Regions from separate parts of the Mus musculus genome. Here region 2 is linked to region 1. Evidence: chromatin contacts called from public Hi-C data. All regions are on one chromosome and are shown on one strand. Each heading gives the region's core, a stretch centred on a gene start, on an enhancer-like site or on the middle of the called end of the contact. The rest is flanking DNA. Distances are from core to core; before and after follow the strand shown. Region 1 has its middle 57 kb from the start of Gm33035. Region 2 has its middle 30 kb from the start of Gm33263.

The links. A called contact is a pair of places that touch in the nucleus more often than the background predicts.
Region 2: a contact with region 1 is called in a Hi-C map of uterus, with 9 times the contacts expected there. The contact joins two enhancer-like sites. A contact is called at or near these places in 5 of 484 Hi-C or Micro-C datasets (embryonic fibroblasts, embryonic stem cells, myocytes and 2 more) and 2 of 115 datasets of contacts at active chromatin or transcription factors (embryonic limb bud and pancreatic cancer cells).

What each region holds. Positions count from the first base shown.
Region 1 is chr10:68,974,342-68,980,065 of GRCm38.p6, reverse strand. No RefSeq gene overlaps it. Among named protein-coding and RNA genes, the nearest start is that of Gm33035, 57 kb to the left of the region's middle. Within about 2 kb of position 3,470, at least 25 of the 459 cell types and tissues checked have an H3K27ac peak or open chromatin away from gene starts, as enhancers often do. A contact at or near this core is called in uterus, where this site is marked.
Region 2 is chr10:69,178,512-69,184,235 of GRCm38.p6, reverse strand. It overlaps a transcript of Rhobtb1 not described here. Among named protein-coding and RNA genes, the nearest start is that of Gm33263, 30 kb to the right of the region's middle. Within about 2 kb of position 2,990, at least 9 of the 459 cell types and tissues checked have an H3K27ac peak or open chromatin away from gene starts, as enhancers often do. A contact at or near this core is called in uterus, where this site is marked.

The sequences.
Region 1 (5,724 bases), core at 2,221-4,720:
AGGGGTTGTTTTTGCTGGTGACATCTTTCAAAGTCAGGGCTGTGAACGGACACAGATGTGAAAGGCTAAGGCAGACTCGTGAAGCAGTTTCACTGAAGCAGACATAGGAGAGAGAATATTCTGCTACAGCACACATGTGAAACGTCACCTGATGTAGGAGCCATCATTAAAAATAAGGTTTGAAAAAATTAAAGTTACAGGTGGTGCTATAAATTAAAGTACATGTTGGGTGCCAACTGTAACTTTAATTTTTTTCTAACTTCATTTTAAATGATGGTCCTTAAATGATTTTAGCCCACCACCCACCAGAGATAATAGAAAAGAAGATATATAAAAAAATATAGACCTGTTTAGAAAGGTTCTTTGGAACAATTCTAGTCTATATTGTCTGAAAAGCAAAAGTTCAGTTAACAGACAGCAACATTTGCAAACATTTCATAGATACATCAACTGTCCAGTTCAATAGAGTCAGCTTAGCAACAGTGGAGACACAACCTAGCAGAGACAGCCAGGCCTCAGCTTCAGCTCGAATCAACAGAAGAGAGCAACAGGAACACCAAGAAAAATTCTTGGCAGTGCCTGTCTCAGGGAAGCGAGGATCAGCGAAGACAGGAGACCCACAAGTGTTGTACAACTAGCTATACCAACAAGCCAAGCTCTGTGTCAGTCACTCCATGAAGTCCTATTTATACCCTCCAAACATCACATGTCCTCCATATGCCTTGCCTCAACATGGATCTTGGCTCAGCAAGTGTCTTACCTTAGCATGCACATCCAATCATTCCGAGTCCACAGAAGCGACAAGACACTACAATACACCACCAAAAGTTTTCTGGTGCATTTGTCTCTATAACGTTCCAACAAATACAGGTCAACTGCGCAGTACAAGGCAGACCAGTACATACATGTTAACACAGAATCCTTCATCACATGTCCTTTCAAGTGCTTGCCTTAGCAGAATATCCTCTCCTGTGTCTGCTTCAATGAAATGCTCCTTCACGAGTCTGCCTGAGTCTTTCGCACCTATGTACACTTTCACATGTTTGCCCCAACAAAACACCACTCAACTGACTTTCAAAAAAACTCTTGCATTTCCACTTCAAGTCCCTTTGTGTTGCTGTTAAACAAACAAACAAACAAACAAACAAACAAACATGATCTAGATAGTTTATAAAGAGCAAGCAGCCAGCTAGAGAAAGTCTAAGATGTACATGTTAGTGGATTCTGTCGGGAGATGATGTACTTCTAGCTTCATACACAATGATGTGTGTAGTTCTAAGCATTGATTTGTGTATATAATTCTGAACTTGTCAAGAAAGACACATCATGATGTATACAAATATCCCATCCCGTAAAATGCTCTGCTCTGGCCAAGCTCTTTCTACATTGTGCTATTGAGCCCATCTGCAGAAGCGCTAGCTTTGGCTGTTGTGTTTTTTTCACTTTTAAAGTATTCAGTTGGTTTCTCTTTATTTGTTCTTTTTTGTGTGTGACTTTTGTTTTAAAATTTCTTTCATCTGGGATAGTTCTTAGACAAGTCTTGTTCTGGTGGCTGTTGTAAAGTCACTGGTGGGTGGTTCTTATATTTGTGTCCTCTGATGCTCTTTTCTCCCATCGGAGCTTGGGTTTTCCTAGCTCCTGGTCAGGTGAGAGCTCTCAGGTTACATGCTGGGGATTCCTGAGCATGGGAACAGACAAAGGTATTTCACTTTCTGCTTTTACAGGTTGTTTTGAACACCGCTTCACCTAGGGAAGGTAAATTCTGTTCACTACCACCAGGGGGCAGTGGACATCTAGCCTCCTTCCTTCTCTATGGTTAGCACCATATCTTTCTTTGAAACTCCGTATTTGTTTTTGTTTTTTGTTTTTTGTTTTTTTTTGAGGCAGGGTTTCTCTGTATAGCCCTGGCTGTCCTGGAACTCATTTTGTAGACCAGGCTGGCCTCGAACTCAGAAATCCACCTGCCTCTGCCTCCCGAGTGCTGGGATTAAAGGCGTGAGCGACCACGCTCTGCCAATCTCCGTATCTTGTTCAGTGCCTGCTTATGTTTGCCTTGTGTGCAGTTCTAAGAGCTGTGACTGTACTTGATGAGGTTGTACTTGGTGATGTGGCTGTACTTAGTGATGTGGTTGTCCTTGGTATGGCTTCACTTGATGCTTTGGCTATAGCTGGTGTTGTTTTTACACTTGGTGAGGTTGTACTTGGTGAGGTTGCACTTGGTGAGGCTGTACTTGGTGAGGCTGTATTTGGGCTGGCTGACTTGGTGAGACTGTATTTGGTGAGACTGTACTTGGTGAGGCTGTACATGGTGAGGCTGTATTTATCATGGCTGACTTGCTCTGGTTATACTTAGTGTGCCTGCACTTTGCCTGACACACAGGGGATATTTATGCCATTTTAATCCTGAGCCACAATTTCAAAGATTATTTTTCTTCAATTTGCTCTATGTTGGCACATCAAAATATCTAAGGAAAATTACATACATGCAGTAGTCTTTGGTTTAAGGTTTGGGGTACTTGAGTTCCTAAAGAAACATGGACTTTCTCATGAGTTACTAACAATTCCTACCAACTACAGTCATATCAGACTTTTTGGTGAAAGTTTAAGTTAGTAGGGAAGCTAGCTGTTTTATTCTTAAGGAACAGTTTTTTTTTTCTGCTTCAATTTAAAGAGTCTGTTGGGAAAAGAACATGAAGAGAGCTAGAGAGGTGGCTCAGTGGTCAAGAGCACTGGCTGCTCTTCCAGTGGACCTGAGTTCATGTTTTAAACATCCACAAGGTAGCTCACACCATCTATAAGAGCAGTTCCAGGGGACCTGATGTCTTCTCCTGACCTCTGTGGACCCCAGGCATGCGTAGACATGCAGGCAGACAAAACACACATACCCATAAAATAAAAATTAAAAAATGTTTTAATAAAAATTTTAAAACAGTTTATAAATATCATAAAGAATTGAAAGTAAGGTCCTCATTCAGGTTGTCTGCTCTTGACAGGACAGAGTCACTCTGGAAAGGCACACAGTGGCATTGATTGTTAAGTAAATGCTTCATCCAAGGGACAGAAAACAGCATGCTGTAAGCCTTATTTTCCCCTTAACTAGAGTCAGGCTGCTGAGTTATGAGCTTTAACCACCATGTCACTGCCAAGGTTGAGCGCACGCCTTAATTACGGGCCAAGTTCTGCAGGAAAATCTACTTGTACTGGAGAAGCAGACAAACCACAGGCTCTCCCAGGGATGGAGCGATTCCCACGATAACTCCAGAGTTAGTAAATAGATTTAATGATGTTTACCTTTAATTCACAACCCCTAGACTGTTCAAGGAATGATAAACATCGGGACTGGGCAAATTCTTTCATGTAAAGAGTCAGATAATATTTCAATTTCTGAAGGCTTCATTATTTATTGTAATGACTCACCCCTACGATGCAGCGTGAGGGAAGCCACAGGCAAAGTACACACAGAATGAACTGGAATCGTTGTACCACAGTGAAACTTTACTCATTGCCTGGCATGGCTGTGCTCACTTTTAAGCCCAGAAGTTGGGAGGCAGAGGCAGGCAGATCTTTCCAAATTCAAGGACACCCTGGTCTATGTAGTGAATTTTAGACCGTGCAGACCATATAGTGAGAATTAATCTTAAAACCATAGGGAAAGCAAGCAAACAAACAACCAGAAAACAATTATTCATGAAAGAGGATTGAGTAATTATCATTGGGCCATTCCTATGGTATGCCATGAATGTAAAAGTCAGATTCATTACTGAAATACTAACATTTTCCTGCCCGTAGCTTATTTTCTGAAGATAAGTAATGCCCAAATGAGCTATTGCTAAGCAAATAAGCAAGAACCCTTTATCAATTTAAAAGGAGAACCATGTTGTTGTCAAATATAAACAAGGTTGTATTAGTTGGTGGCAAGGGAGACTTGACTGTTGACTGCCACTTCTAAAGCTTGCTGAGCATAAAAGGGAAAGTCAGAGAAAGATGTTCAAGTCTGTCATCCACCTATCAAAGTCTTCACCTAGATAGGTGGTTAGATTGCTTAGCCTGCTGTATTTCCTGGGCAATGCAAGTTTTTGAACCTTGAGATTTCCTCAAGATAAATAAATGCTTCTCAAAGCCATGGTCCATTATGTCAGGCACTCAAATATGTGTCTGTGGAGACTTCTATGATTTTGAATGAATAAATGAATGAATGAAAAATGAATGAATGAATTTTAAATGCTGTAGACTCTAGGATGGCTAGGGTGTCCTATTCCATGAAAAATATCAGTTCCCATGATGTGATGTTTTCCAATTTTCCACAGAACTGGCCAAGTCTCCTCCTGTACTAAGAGGACGAAGTGGCTGATATAAAAGGATGGGATCAAGTCTAGAGGGAACTGGAGGCAGGAAGTGACATTTAGCTCTTAAATGGCACCAGTGTTTGTTGTGTGTACTGAGACCTGGACAATCTGCACTGGGGCCAAGATTCCCCTTTGATGCTTCTAGTTACAGTGAATGGCCAAGATTTTGTTTGATGTTTAAAAAAGTGAAAGAGGAAGATCATATGATCCCCTTACCTGTGTAGGGTAAGAGAAGAGAATTCTCTGTTCTCTTAAGTTCATTCTTGTCATAATATGTAGAGAGAGGCACCCCAGAATTGTGTCCTGGACCCCCTAGAGGTCATAAATTTTCCTCTAGAGAAAGAGATGATTCCTGAAGCAGTGAGATGCTTTCTCATGTATTCAAATCCTTGAAAATGATCACGAGTAGTAGAAGAACCCAGAGGGAAGGCCAGGTCTCTCCGGCTAGGTCAGCTGTATGTGCTTGGGTTGGAACTGTCAAACCAGGAACAGAAAGAGGGAAACTTGAGTATTACATTAGACTTGGATTAAACACAGTAACCTCCAAGAGACCCGTCAAACGGGACAAAGATGAAATCACAAGTGTCATTTTCATGCCCTCCAACTAATTTAAAGAGCAGCATTTACAATTACCATATGGTACACTGACCCAATTTTCATAAATAATTTGAATGCTGCTTTTAAAGGTAGCGGCTTCGAAAGGAGACAGATTCTTCTGAACGAATCAGTCAGGGTCCCCGTGCCATTTCCATAGCAACTGCAAGCTGGTTACAAGGCTGGGTGACAGGAGATCCAGGGAAAGAAAAGGAAACCACTTTAGGTTGTTTGTTGAGCTCAGTAAAAACAATAAAAACTGGGATCCTCCTGGGGTTTCCTAATTGAGACCTCATAGAGCCCTGCATGGTTTTATTAAAACCATCCAAACAACGAATTCCCAACCTGGTGCCCTCGAACGCCTCACAATGCCCCCAAGGTAATCAGCAAGGCTCCCATGTTCAGTATTTCACACGGCCTAATAATTCAATTAGCACCTTTATCTGGTTAGCAGCTATACATTTGGAAGGTACATTATCCAATATCTACAAAGCCTAAAAACAGGGGGCGGGATTTACTCTTTATTCAAGATGCGATTGTCATGAGATACTTGCTTAGTTGACAATCACATTAGCTTCTCTTGACTGCCTTTTTCTCTTCTCTTCTCTTCTCTTCTCTTCTCTTCTCTTCTCTTCTCTTCTCTTCTCTTCTCTTCTCTTCTCTTCTCTTCTCTTCTCTTCTCTTCTCTTTCCTCTCCTCTCCTCTCCTCTCCTCTCCTCTCCTCTCCTCTCCTCTCCTCTCCTCTCCTCTCCTCTCCTCTCCTCTCCTCTTCTCTTCTCTTTCT
Region 2 (5,724 bases), core at 1,741-4,240, 200 kb before region 1:
TCTGAAGAGAGCTACAGTGTACTCATGTAAAGTAAGTAAATAAATAAATAAATAAATCTCTAAAAAAAAATACAATTGCTTTTTTTTTTTTTTTTGTACTGCTAGGATCCAGAATGATTGATTCTTTGTTATCTATTAGTAGTCCTTTTGGTGAGTATTATTATCCCAGGTTTATAGATGATGAACAGCATGACTGACTTAGGGAGGATTATTACTACTGTGATAAAACACTCCGGGAGGACAGGGCTCATTTGACTTCCAAATCACAATTCATCATCATAGGCAGTCAGGACAGGAACTCAAACAGGACAGGAACCTGGAGGCAGGAGCTGATGCAGAAGCCATGGAGGGATGCTGCTTTCTGGCTTGCTCCCCATGGCTTGGTCAGCCTTCTTTCCTATAGGACCCAGGCCCAGGGATGGCACCACCCACAATGGCTCCAGCCCTTCCCGTTTATTGCTAATCAAGAACATGCCTTGCATGCCTGCCTACAACCCAATCTGTGGAGGGAGGCATTTTTGCAACTGAGGCTCTCTCCTCTCTGATGACTTTAGTTTGTGACAAGTTGAAATAAAACTAGCCCAAACAACTGGCTCCTTGTCAATTTGACACTTATAAGCACATCGCCTTACAGTTAGAACCTTTCCTTTCTCATGTATCCCCAAGATGGTACGGTAATGTTGACATCCCATAAATAACTTTAAAGATTCCCACAGAATTTTTACAAATTCAAACATTTTAGAGCTTCAGTCTCTTTAAAATGTCCAATCTCTCTAAAAATTCAACAGTTTCTTTTAAAATCTCAGCTGTGGGCTCCCGTAAAAAATCAAAATTAAATACTGCGTTAGTCAGGGTTCTCTAGAGTCACAGAACTTATGGAACGTCTCCATATATTAAGAGAATTTATTGGAATGACTTACAGTCTGCAGTCCAACTAGCCCAACAATGGGCAGCGGTGAATGGGAAGTCCAAGGATCTCGTAGCTGCTCAGTCTGTGAGGTTAGGTGCTTCAGCTGCTCTTCTGTATAAGCTGGAAACGTGAATAGGTAGGTTCCAACAGAGTTGCTGCCTAGTACGTGCAAGCAGACAAGGAAGAACGACTCTTTCTTCTTTTAATGTCCTTATGTAGGCCTCCAAGAGAAGGTTAATCTGAGGTAACTCAGATTAAAGGTGTTTATGCCTGAATTTGGAACTTGCTTTGTCCCAGGCTGGCCTTGAACTCAGAGATCTGCTTGCCTCAGTCTCCTGGGATTAAAGGTGTGTACAACCTTACTTGGGCCTAAGCTTTTCATGGCCACTGTGCCTCAAGATCTGGATCGAAAGTGTGTGTCATCCCATGTCAAGATCTGGGTCAGGAGCCTGTGTCTTCCAGCCTCAAGATCTGGGTCACAGACATGTCCTCCATTTCTGGACTGTAGTTCATTTCAGATGTAGTCGCATTGACAACCAGGAATAAGCATCACAGAGACTTTCTTCTAGAGGGAAGGGTGAGGGTACAGTAACAATATGAGCAAAGCAAAACTAAACTCCAAAAGTATCAGTAACTCAACACCCAATGCCAGGAATCCACTCATGATCTGAGCTCCTCCAAGGGGCTTGGGACACCTCTCCAGCTCCATGCTCTGTGACATACACACATAGCTTGTCTTCTGGGCTCCAGCTGACTTGAATTTACTGCTGTTGCTGTCCTTGGTGGTCAGCCCCTGGTCTTGGCATCTCTAAAATGCCGGGGTCCTCTGCTGCAACTGGGCTACACGTTGTTCACCAATAGCCTTTCCTAGGCTCTCTTCATGGTGCCAAGCTTCAAATTCTCTGCAGGACCCCTTTAATCCCGGGCCATCAGCTGCCAGTGAGGCTGCACCCTCACCAATGGCCTCTCCTGGCCTCAGCTGCTCTCCACGATCCCTTCATCCCTTTAAAACCAGTACCACCTGGGTGACTCTTACACGACCAAGTTTGGTTTTACAACCTTGGCAGTCTCTGGAATACAGTCTCTGTGTGCTAACTCTAAGGAAACACTTCTCAGAAGTTTTCAACTCAACAATACTGGTCTCTTCTTAATCATAACTGATTCTTCAGCCCCAGCTGCCCAGCTATCCATTGTCCCAGCAAAACAAAGGTTTACTTTAGTGGTTCTGGAATCTTGTTAATCACAGCTGACTCTTCAGCTCCCAGCTCACCAGGACTACAGACTCTACACACAAAATTTCCAGTAGAGTCTTCGCTTCTCACTGAAATAGCACAAAGTCAGGGATTTCAGCGTTCTTATCCTCCCCAACACAACCTGTTGTCTGTCACAGCAATACCTGGTACCAACCTGTCTTCGTTATGGTTACCATTGCTGTGTAAAACAGCAAAGAAACTTGGGGAGGAGAGGGTGCAGTCAGCTTTTACTTACACATTGATCAGTGAAGGAAGTCAGGACAGGAATTTAAACAGAGCAGGATCCTGGAGGGAAGAACTGAGGCATAGGCCATGGAGGAGTGCTGCTTACTAGCTTGCTCTTCATAACTTGCTCAGCTGGCTTTTTATACATCCCAGGACTGCTAGCCTAGGTAGGGTGGCAATAACCACAAAGAGCTGGACCCTTTTCCATCAATCACTAATTAAGAAAATGCCCTACAGGCTTGTCTACAGCCCCATCTTATGGAAGACTTTTTCTCAGTTGAGGCTCCTCTCTGATGACTCTAGTTTGTGTCAAGTTGACATAAAACTAGTTAGTACACTGACCCAGAAGTGGTTCTCTGTTTTTATTTATTTTATAAGTGCATTAGTATTTGCCTGTATGTATTTCTATGGGTCACATGCTTGCCTAGTGATGAGAGAAGTCAGAGAGGGCGTCTGATCCTGTGAAACTGAGTTACAGATGGTTGTGAGCCTCCATGTTGGTGCTGGGAATTAAACCTGGGCCCTCTGGAAGAGCAACGAGTACTCTTAACCATTATTCACTATTAAGATACCCTGAGCCTTTATTGCTTCACTCCTTGATGATTCACCATGTATTTTATAAGCTTCAGTGTGGCAGTCTGGAAAACAAGAGTGTTTATATTGTAATTATTCATCTCAGCTTATGTTCCTGGCATAATGCCTGACACACATTAGATGGTCAACAAAATCATGTAAAAAGATTAACTCCTTTTAGATGGAATACTCTTTGCTTTCGTTTTAGTATTTCAACTGCTTTTGTTGTGCCCTGAGTTCACGGGAAACCCAGACAAGTCCAAGAATTGCAGAGTCTGCTGCAACTTGCAAAAGAGTCTTTTATTTACAAGTTCGAACTCTGTTCGTCCACCTAGCATTCACTGTGTGAATGCTGGTAAGCGTCCCTGAGTCCAGAAAACATTGGTTTATATACAGAATAGGAATAGTGTGAATATACACAGAAAAGGGGAGTAGAGGGTGGAATAGTACTGAAGCAGAAGGGGTTAATGGGTGTCTGTTCAAGGACTAATTTTATGGCCAGTCGTAACTGTGACCTGACCTCTGTTTACCTTTTACTTTTTCCATGGTCTCCCTTGAGCTTGTTATTTCTCTAAGGTCTCAAGGACAGGCACCTGGAGAGTTATCTGGAGGAGTGTTGGGTGTTGGTTTTTGGAGACACAGAAGCAGGGAGAATGTATCTTGTGATAGGGGAGGAAGAGGGAGCCCTGGGCTGCTGCAGGACGATGCAGCACAGAAACCAGCTGCCTGCATATCGTGCTTGCCATTGTGGGGCAGGGCGGGGGGCATGAGAGGGAGGATGGGAGCCTCTGGCGGGGAACACAGAGGCAAACGGTCTGTACAACACTGAAATCTCTCTAGTATCAGTAATTCAGGAGTTACAACACTTTAGAGAATGTTTGGTACAAAACAGTTGTGATGGTTTGTCTTAGACAGGGTTTCTATTCCTGCACAAACATCATGACCAAGAAGCAAGCTGGGGAGGAAAAGATTTATTCAGCTTACACTTTCCACATAGTTATTGATCAAAATAAGTCAGGACTGGAACTCAAGCAGCTCATGAAGCAGGAACTGATGCAGAGGCCATGGAGGGATGTTACTTACTGGCTTGCTCAGTTTGCTCTCTTATAGAACCCAAGACTACCAGCCCAGAGATGGCACCACTCACAATGAGCCTCCCCCGCTTGATCACTAATTGAGAAAATGCCTTACAGCTGGATCTCATGGAGGCATTTCCTCAACTGAAGCTCCTTTCTCTGTGGTAACTCCAGCTTGTGTCAGGTTGACACACAAAACCAGCCCGTACAATGGTTTGAATATTCTTGGCAGAGGGAGGGGCACTGTTAGGAGGTATGTGGCCTTGTTGGAGGAAGTGTGTCACTGTGGGAGGGGGTGGCCTTTGAGACCCTTCTCCAAACCATGTGGGAGCCAGTCTTCTCCTAGTGGCCTTCAGATGAAGATGTAGAACTTTCAGCTCTTCCTGCACCATGCCTGCCTGGACGCTGCCATGCTCCTGCCTTGATAATAATGGACTGAACCTCTGAATCTGTAAGCCAGCCCCAATTAAATGTTGTCCTTATAAGCATTGCCTTGGTCATGGTGTCTGCTCAAGGGCAATAGACTCCTAAGACAATAGGTTTTCTTTTCTGTTTCAAATTAAAATTAAAAAAAAAAAAGTATATGTGTGTGACCCTGTGTGAGTTTATGTGCACCAAATGTATGCAGGAGCCAGCAGAGGCCAGCAGGGGGTGCTGCATCTCCTCTGTAGTCAGAGTCACAGCCATATGACATGGATGCTCAGAACCAAGCCCAGGTTCTCAGTGAGAGCAGCAAATGCTTTTAACTACTCAGCTCCTTTCAGACTCCACAGAATGATTTTTCTAATAAGTTTCTGGGGATGAGACTGAGGGCAACATGCACGGAGCATGCTCTATCAGTGAGCCCTGCCTCCAGCACCCCACTTCTTCCTGTATATTACATTGTTGGATGAAGTCATAGGACAAATGTTTTTGTTTTGTTTAATTTTGTTTTTTAAAGATTTATTTAGTTTATTTTTTGTATGTGAGTACACTGCAGCTGTACAGATGATTGTGAGCCATCATGTGGTTGTTGGGAATTGAATTTTTAGAACCTCTGCTTGCTCTGGTCAACCTTGCTCGCTCTTGTCAGAACCCCGCTCCCCTCCCCCAGGCCCAAAGATTTATTTATTATTATAATTAAGTACACAGTAGCTGTCTTCATATGCACCAGAAGAGGATGTCAGATTTCATTACGGGTGGTTGTGAGCCACCATGTGGTTGCTGGGAATTGAACACAGGACCTTTGGAAGAGCAGTCAGTGCTCTTACCCACTGAGCCATCTCACCAGCCCCAGGACAAATGTTTTGATGAGAAAGCTTCTAACCATTGACTCTGGGACTGATTCTCACCAGAACGCAGGATTCCTGAGGGCCCATCAGACTTGACATTGGCACTTTCCTCCTTCCAAATATTTGAGGAAATAAAAAGAGAAACTGATATTTTAAAAAGAAAAGCAAATTCTTATATTTTTGGTTGTGAGCCTAGCCTTTAATGGCTGAGCCATCTCTCCAGCCCAGAAAAGCAAATTCTTACTCCTCGAGGAAGAAGTGGTTGGGCCACACAGAAGAAACAAGAATTTTAAAGAACACAGAACATTTTTTTGGGGGGGGGGGATGACAAGTGATGGAATACATCTGGAAAAAAGTCAGACAAATATGACAAATTTATGAGAACAGATTTTTAAAAGTTCAGAGAACAGACTAGA